3 separate regions of the Mus musculus genome follow, and all the other regions are linked to region 2. Evidence: chromatin contacts called from public HiChIP or PLAC-seq data. All regions are on one chromosome and are shown on one strand. The core of a region is the stretch at or near the end of the contact, and the rest is flanking DNA. Distances in the headings are between cores, read along the strand shown.

Evidence for each region. HiChIP or PLAC-seq counts read pairs in DNA pulled down with a chosen protein or histone mark.
Region 1: an H3K27ac HiChIP or PLAC-seq map of embryonic stem cells shows a contact between it and region 2, with 7 read pairs. The contact joins the enhancer-like site here to the promoter of Muc20 in region 2. A contact is called at or near these places in 8 of 39 promoter capture datasets (the 3T3-L1 cell line, the C10 cell line, cranial neural crest and 4 more), 1 of 15 datasets of contacts at CTCF or cohesin (large pre-B cells), 14 of 484 Hi-C or Micro-C datasets (B cells, MC3T3-E1-derived osteoblasts, bone marrow-derived macrophages and 7 more), 8 of 115 datasets of contacts at active chromatin or transcription factors (T-cell acute lymphoblastic leukemia, embryonic stem cells and pancreatic cancer cells) and 4 of 9 other capture datasets (adipose tissue, embryonic stem cells, liver and 1 more).
Region 3: a contact with region 2 is called in an H3K27ac HiChIP or PLAC-seq map of T-cell acute lymphoblastic leukemia, with 5 times the contacts expected there. The contact joins the enhancer-like site here to the promoter of Muc20 in region 2. A contact is called at or near these places in 7 of 39 promoter capture datasets (the 3T3-L1 cell line, cranial neural crest, embryonic stem cells and 3 more), 1 of 484 Hi-C or Micro-C datasets (embryonic stem cells), 3 of 115 datasets of contacts at active chromatin or transcription factors (T-cell acute lymphoblastic leukemia and embryonic stem cells) and 5 of 9 other capture datasets (adipose tissue, embryonic stem cells, embryonic tail and 2 more).

Annotation. Positions count from the first base shown.
Region 1 is chr16:33,018,197-33,020,896 of GRCm38.p6, forward strand. It overlaps Iqcg (IQ motif containing G), which reads right to left. Exons shown (of 11, transcript NM_178378.3): 9 at 2,318-2,449; 10 at 1,245-1,346. Among named protein-coding and RNA genes, the nearest start is that of Iqcg, 37 kb to the right of the region's middle. Within about 2 kb of position 1,400, at least 42 of the 459 cell types and tissues checked have an H3K27ac peak or open chromatin away from gene starts, as enhancers often do. A contact at or near this core is called in T-cell acute lymphoblastic leukemia, embryonic stem cells and liver, where this site is marked.
Region 2 is chr16:32,796,007-32,798,706 of GRCm38.p6, forward strand. Muc20 (mucin 20) reads right to left here and starts at 1,429. Exons shown (of 4, transcript NM_146071.2): 1 at 1,311-1,429. The coding sequence starts at 1,386.
Region 3 is chr16:32,975,416-32,978,115 of GRCm38.p6, forward strand. It overlaps Lrch3 (leucine-rich repeats and calponin homology (CH) domain containing 3), which reads left to right. Exons shown (of 21, transcript NM_001081255.1): 8 at 314-434. Among named protein-coding and RNA genes, the nearest start is that of Lrch3, 63 kb to the left of the region's middle. Within about 2 kb of position 1,381, at least 4 of the 459 cell types and tissues checked have an H3K27ac peak or open chromatin away from gene starts, as enhancers often do. A contact at or near this core is called in T-cell acute lymphoblastic leukemia, where this site is marked.

The DNA.
Region 1 (2,700 bases), core at 150-2,649, 220 kb after region 2:
ATATTTGCATTGCATTTGTTTGCTTTAAAACTGGTTTTCCCAGGGCTGGAGAGATGACATACTGCTCTTGCAGATGTCTTGAGTAAGTTTCCCAACATGCACATCTGGAAGTTCACAACCATCTGTAACTCCAGCTCCAAGGAAGCTGATGCCTCTCCGGGACTCAAGTGCACACACCCACACACAGACACACAGACATGGTCAAGTGCACACACCCACACACAGACACACAGACATGGTCAAGTGCACACACCCACACACAGACACACAGACATGGTCAAGTGCACACACAGACACACAGACACACAGACATGGTCAAGTGCACACACAGACACACAGACACACAGACATGGTCAAGTGCACACACAGACACACAGACATGGTCAAGTGCACACACCCACACACAGACACACAGACATGGTCAAGTGCACACACCCACACACAGACACACAGACATGGTCAAGTGCACACACCCACACACAGACACACAGACATGGTCAAGTGCACACACCCACACACAGACACACAGACATGGTCATAATTCAAAGTCAAAATGAATCCTAAAAGTAGTTTCCAGAATCTGGACCTGATCATGCTGTCATTGTTGATATCTGCAAGTTCACAGAAAACTTTTATGAGGTAGTTCACTAGCTCACACAGGCTTGATTGCTATAATCCCAATAGCCAGGAGGCTGAGGAGAAAAGGGCACTGCAGACAACACAGTGAGTCCCAGGGCAGTCAGGGCTCTGGAGAAAAATCTCCTCTCTCTCTCTCTCTCTCTCTCTCTCTCTCCTCTCTCTCTCTCTCTCTCTCTCTCTCTCTCTCTCTCTCTCTCTCTGTCTCTCTCTCTCACACACACACACACACATATATATTTTTTTTTCTTCTAACTTGCTTTGTCCCTTTCACTTTTTATAAGCAACTTCTATTGGAAAGCATCACACAGCCAGGGCTGACTCACACCAGGGTGTCGAGCCGTGCAGAGCATTTAGAAATGCCCTGCCTGCACAGCTGCCTCCCCTTGGGTTAGGCGTGACCTCGGATCCAGTGTCTGGACAGAGGATTCCTTCCACTGCTCCCGTCCTCCCCAGACCAGGAGGCAGGCTTGCTCTTTTCCTTGTTTCCCTGCACTGTGGACTCTAAGCACGTCCTCACCCACCTGCTGCGGGACCCCAGCCGGTGCCGGGACCCCACCCTCCGGGACCCCACCCTCCACCGCTGCCTCCAGGCCTGAGTGTCCTACCTTCACGATGCTCCTCAGCTCCAGGTCATCCTGCTCCAGCTTCTTCCGGGTCTTCTCCTTTTCTATCCGGTCCTCAATAATGACCTGCTCGTACTCCCGGATCTGCACAAGGACACGGACACAGGAGCAGGGCAGGCCACAGCCCAGCCAGCCCTGCGTGCCCGTAACTCTAGACAGAGACGGGAGACTGACCAAAGTTCAAACTCAATCTCGCCACACAGCAAGTGTATGTCTCAAACAAACAAACAAAATCCTGCTGGATTTCCACTAATTTCCACTGTAATAATGTATTCACATTATATAAATATTCCTCAACTTTTTTTTTTTTCAATTTAAACAATTCAAGCCGGGCAGTGGTGGCGCACACCTTTAATCCCAGCACTTGGAAGGCAGAGACAGACGGATTTTTGAGTTCCAGGCCAGCCTGGTCTACAAAGTGAGTTCCAGGACAGCCAGGGCTATACAGAGAAACCCTGGCTTGAAAAAAACAAAAAAACAAAACAACAACAAAAAATATCTCTCTCTCTCTCTCTCTCTCTCTCTCTCACACACACACACACATTGGTATCCTCCACATAATACTTTTAAAACTTTAATAGATATACATATGCAAATAGCCATGTTTTAAACTAGAAATTTAGGAACTTCAACATCAACCCAATGATGACGTCAAATTTTTAGAAACCAACATATAAATTGTCTTTAAAGATCATAAAATTGTCTTTTGTTTAATGCAGCATCTCTCTGAAGGAGTTTTAAATAATTTCTACCTAGAACTTAAGAAAAGTCTCTGGCCTGATCACTTCTGTGATCTCAGCATGCGGAAGGCTGAGATAGGAAGATCACTACATAGTAAGTTCCAGGGTAACCTGAACTACAAAGACTCGGTCTCAAAAAATAAAAGTGTGCTTGCAATAGAATCATTCCAGCACCAATGCCGTACGCACTCACTCGGTCATTGTCATCAGTAAAGAACCACGTTTACTCTGGTGGTTTACTCTGCTTTTGACTAAAACTGTCTTCCCAGACTCCCTCACTCCCACTCATATCCCAGTCACCCTGCCACCCCTTACCATCTTTGCCAGGTCTTGCAGGTGTACCAGGTCACTGGCCTTGGCAGCCTTGAGAGCATTTAACTCGTTCTGCTTTGCTTCTGTGTCTTTGTCAAATTTCTCCATCCAGAACTCTAGCTTCTCCTCAAGTTTCTACTTGGAAAAACACATTAAGACATGGTTCCCACCAGATATAAAATAACAGGACCGCAGGATGCCAGTTAGAGCAAGCTAGACCAAGCAAATTTTCCTACAGAGATCTGATCACAACAGACTTGGTGAGGAACCGAGGGTGGCCAGCCCAGATGCTGCCGTGTTCTTTGTGTCTGGTTGGTGTACTTTTCTGGGTGTAAGCCACTCCATTTTTAAAGGAGGAGAGGCACCTGTAAACTCAAAGCATATGA
Region 2 (2,700 bases), core at 179-2,678:
GTGGGTGGTCCAATGGTTGGGCACTGCTAGCAGTGCTGGCCCCGGGGTTAAATTCCTCCCTCTAAGCTGCAGTCCCCTTGCTTTTAGGTGGGTGGCAGGTCTTAGAGGTGCGCACCTTTCCTTGACGTTATTGTGAGGATTTAAAAGGCAATGTTGGACCAGCCCGATAGCTCAAGTGGGTAGAGCTGCTTGCTACCAAGCTTGGTGACCAGAAGTTAAGATTCAAACTGTCAGGTGGTCTCCACACACGTGTCAAGCATTTGTGGACTTTCTCTCTCTCTCTCTCTCTCTCTCTCTCTTTCTCTCTCTCTCTCTCTCTGTGTGTGTGTGTGTGTGTGTGTGTATCTGAACTCTGAACTCTGGGTTTGATTGAGAGATCCCAGGTCAAGGAATAAGGTGAGAGAACTTTCAAGGGTGATCCCAAAATCAACCTCCACACACACTGTACACATCTTCACACACAGCCAAACACATGTGAATCCACACATATGTAGAAACATTTCTCTTTCACACACATGCATAGAAAAATGGAAAATGGAAACATTGATAAATAAAGTGTATATAGCAAGTTCCATGCTGTCAGGGCAATGTGTCAAAACAAATAAATAAATACATACATAAATACTTATTTATTTATTTAGAAATTCTGTCAATAAACTTAAAAAATGGAATTTAAAAAAGTGATGCCCGGTGTGACATGTCAGTGTGTGGTCTCCGCTGTAGCAGTCCCCATGCCGTGGGGACGTGAACAGCAGGGGCTGTGTGTGGGAGGGACTGGATAAATCAGAAGTCTCAGTAGAATGCTGTTCAGTTTTACTATAAACCTAAAGTTAGCCTGAAAATTATCTATTTTAAAGTGTGTGTGATAGGTTTGGCACAGTGCCAGTTAGTAACAGATCACGGTTAGCTCCCATCTTTCAGAAAAGTCTGCCTCTCTCAGAATCTCCCCGCCCAAGCAGTTTGTGACAAACTTTTCATTCAAAAGGCAAATTTCAAAGAACAGCTGGGCTAGGTAACGATGTTGGAGGGAGCAGAGCTAAAATGATCACCAGCTGGCATCTCCCAAGCCCCTCCTCCCTCCACCCCACTATCCCATGACTAAAGAGTGACTCCCAGACTCCCTTACAGTGATGGCCACAGGGCCACCATGTGTAAGCTGACCCATCTGCCAGCCAGCACACTCGTCTATTCCTCCGGCCATTAATACAATTAACAAAAATGTCTCCCTTGCCCACAAAGAGCTGTCTTTGCCAGCACTGAAACCCAGAGCTCCACCAGGGAGGATCCCCGGGGGCTGTCCTGTTCCTTACCTGGAGAGCTCACACTGACGCCAACCTTCCAGCAGAAGACAAGGAGGGGCACAGCCAGGCCCCAGACAGAGCCCATCGTGCCTGGCCCTGACCACCGCTGTCTGCCGGACCTGCCTGCTGTCTCTCCTCACCACCCTTTCCTGCTTCCTCAACCCCGGGAGGAGGGGCAGACGACTGCCCAGGTGTGACTGGGTAGGTTCCAGGAGGCAGCCGGGTGACCACAAATGTGCAGGCTGACAGCAGGTTCATGGTCCCACTCCCCACCCTGACTCCCATGCCTTGCCTCTCTGATTTGAAGATATGGCATCAGTTCCATTCTGAAACCCTCCCCTGGCACTGAGAATGGCATGAAAGAGATGGTGTTTACCCCACTCACCCATACCTGGGGTCCCGGCTTCATGGGCAGACCCAAGTTTATCTACTGAGCCTAGATTTTATCAGTTCTAGGGACCAAGGGCAAATAAGAGAACATTTCTTAGCCCCAACTTCTTGATCTGTAAAATGGACACACTGTCTGACTCAGGACACCACCAAAGTTCTTACGCAACGTCTCCTATACATTGCTGGTGCTCAGAGAAAATGCATCTATCTCAGTAGCTCAAGATATAAGTGGGAGCCCTCAGCCTTGACCAGTCCATGTGAATGGTCCTGAGGTCTCAAGGGGACAGTGTCCCAGTGTGGGGGCAGGACTCTAACCTCTAATAGCTTTCTATATTAAAAATCCTGGGATTTTGCAGCGAAGTCCAAGGCAGGACCAGGTCCCCAGTCATGTTTGAGGATTCAGGATGCAGAGGATGGCATGATGCTCTGAGTCCAAGAGCCAGCAGAAGGAGATGACTTGGGGACACTTAGGAGATTAGTTTCCAAGGCAAGGAGTGATGTTATGGGCTGTATTTTCTATATGCCTCCCCCAAAACAAAGAGGACTCTGACCCCTCAAGGACCAAGGCCTAGTGCTCTTAGGGCCATACCCAGTGGCCAGACAAGGTTCCGTGGGCATTTTAAGTGCTTTTGGATGAAAAGCAGCTCTGGGATGGAGAAGACATCTCGGATCTGTGTCACAGAATCACAAAACTGAGAACAGGAAGGAAATGTAAAACTGTATCAAACGCTCTGTCCTTAACTGTGGGCAAAAAGCTGTGTGGTCTTAGACCAGTAGTTTGCCCTCTCTGGACCTCAGTCAGGAAGGCTTCTGAGGGCTTCTTGGCCCAGCAGTCTGAGATTGACTGCTGGCTATCTGACAGTATCATAGAGAACTTTAGTGGGCACTGTGGTGACAGGGCTTTCCCTCCTGGGAGGAGGAGCTGTCATCTTGGGGTGTGTCAGCCTCTTCAGAAGGGGCTCTGGAGTCTCTGTGAAGTAACCTGACACTGGAGTTGAGGGGCGTGGGG
Region 3 (2,700 bases), core at 131-2,630, 180 kb after region 2:
CAGTATAGTATGTATTGGTGACTATCTTTTTGAATATTGCAATGTGTGTATATATACATAGATATTTTAAACCTATGTATATATTTGCTTACAGTTCTGAATATCCTTCTATTTTTGTTAATTGTGGTAAGGTTTGCCTATTTAAAGTACATATTTCAGTTGCATTAATTGTGTTCATAGAATTATACAATATTCTCTATTAATTTCTAAAACTTTTGCTTTTTCTTCTCCTATGTAGATTACAGTTTATATTCCTGTACTGTATGTTATCTAAAATTGGAAATGATGGTTTTTAATGTTTCTGCTTTTTAAGCCTACAGATGAATTTTCGGATCTGCCTCTTCGAGTGGCAGAGATTACCAAAGAGCAAAGACTGCGGAGAGAAAGCCAGTACCAGGAGAATCGCAGCAGTGTGGCGGTCACAAATGGTGGAGGTACACACGATTCTGATGACATTTAAAGCCTTCATGTGTGCCTTGTTATATAACAGGCTCTCCCTATAACCCTGGCTGCCCTCAAACCCCTTATGTAGCCAAGGATGGCCAGTCTTCTCCCAGCCCTGGGGGTACAGTTGTATCCCACCACACCTGGTTTTGTGGTGCTGAGAATTGAACCCAGGGCCGTGTGGGCCAGAGACAAGGACTTTACAACACAGCCCAGCTCCCACCTGAACTTTTTTGTTTTGATTTAAGGGAGTTTATTGTGGCTTAGGGTTCTAGAGGGATCCTGTCCCTCCTGATGAGGAGAGCTCGGCAGTAGACCACCATCAGTAGACTGGCAGTAGACTGGAAAGGCATGGCGACAGAAGTAGGAAGTTGCTGGTCTCCTTACCGTTTTTGAAGTGGTCTTTGTCACACCCACTCTTTAGTTTGCTTCTCTGTAGATCCTTCACCCTTCTGAAGACTTCTGTTTATATATGACCAAAAAAAAGTTTACCATTCAGATAAAATTCACTTTCTCTGTATTTTCAATTTATAATTTCTCTTTCATGTTTATTTGAGGGGAAACTTTAGGAAGAATAGATCTTTGTTCATCTTGATCTTACTACAGTCTTCTGAAGTAACATTGTCTCTTTTTAAGATTTTCCATTTTAAAGAGATTTCTTGAGCTCTTTTAGCAATCAATTGTGTTTGCTTGTATTTATTTTTAGCTTTTTGAAATAGTTATCTATTTATTATCAAGGGGTGTGCCACCACAGGTGTGGTGAGGGTAGGGACAACTTGCTCTCTCTTTCCACCTTGCAGGTCACAGGGATCAAATTCAGGTCATCAGGCATGGCAGCAAGTGTTTTTGCCTGCTCAGTCAGTTAGCTAACACTGTTTAAAACTGAGTTTTCACCCCAATATCCAGGCTGACCTCAAACTCCTGGATTCTAGTAACCTTACATCAGCCTCCTGAGCAGCTGGGGCCACAGGTGCCTGCCAGCATGCCCGTCTTCCTGCATAGCGTAGTGTTTCCTGTAGTGTTCTCTGGGGCTTCTGAATCTTATTCTAACACTTAGAACTTAGTAGTTTTAAATTAATAGAGTTCTGTCTGCTTCAATGTACTGCTGAAACAGGTTTTAGAATTGTACTCTATATTCTTTTAATTTGAGTTTTAAAGCCACATGTTGGCATTTTGAGGGCCAGTGCTGAGGGAGAAATTACATAGATTTTGTAGAAATGCATATGTTTTTGGAAGCGCTTCCATTTCTAACGATGTCAGTTACAGTTGTGATTTTGTCCTCTCTGGCTTACGTTCTTCTTTATTCCTTCACTTACATTCCATTCATATTTTAGTAGTTGTATTTTAGGTTTTGTTCTTACGTGAGTTATCTGTAGCACATTTCATTGAAGACTCAGGTCTGTGTCCACTACCCCATGTGGGTACTGAGTAGCTGAGATGCAGCCTCTGGAAGCTGGGGGGATTGCGTCAGTAGATCAAATGCTTGCTGAGATAAAATGGGGGCAGCGTTTTATCCCAAGCATCCTCATAAACGGCAGGCCTGGCAGCACACATCTGCAGTCCTAGCGCTTGGTGGGCAGAGACTGGCAGGTCCCTGATGCTTGCTGGCACCCACTTTAACCAAAGTCTTGAGCTCCGGAGTCCATGAAAAACTTCTGTTTCAAAAAATAAAGTTATGGACAAGTGAGGTGGCTCATTGGGTGAAGATGCTGTAACAGTTTTTCTGACTTGAATTTCATCCCTGAAACTCACATGACGGAAGGAAAAAAGCAGTTGCTGCAGATTCCCCCTGACATCTACACATGTGCCATGGCATACATGCCCCTGCCTCCATAAGAAATGTGACATCTGTTCTGCTGCATAGCATACATGCTCTCATCTCCACGTGTATGTCATGACATATGTGCCCCCTAAATAATAAATATGACCTCCACCTGTATGGCATGCATATGCGCCCCCCTGTAAAAAAATGTAAAAGGGAAAAAAAAAAGATCATTAGCTAAACTAAAACTAAAGTGGCTAACAGTGAAAACACCTGACATCAGCCTCTCCCCTCCACATGGACACACATGCACCTGTCATCACACGCACACTTGCATACATGCACACAGCACAGATAAACCCCACATACAAAGTTTAAAAGATGAAATGTGGCTTTTCTGAACTGAACTATAACTACAAAATCTTCATCAAATTTTGACTGTGCTGATCTGGATAGTATGAAAACCTGATGGTACTTTCTTAAGAAATAGTCTT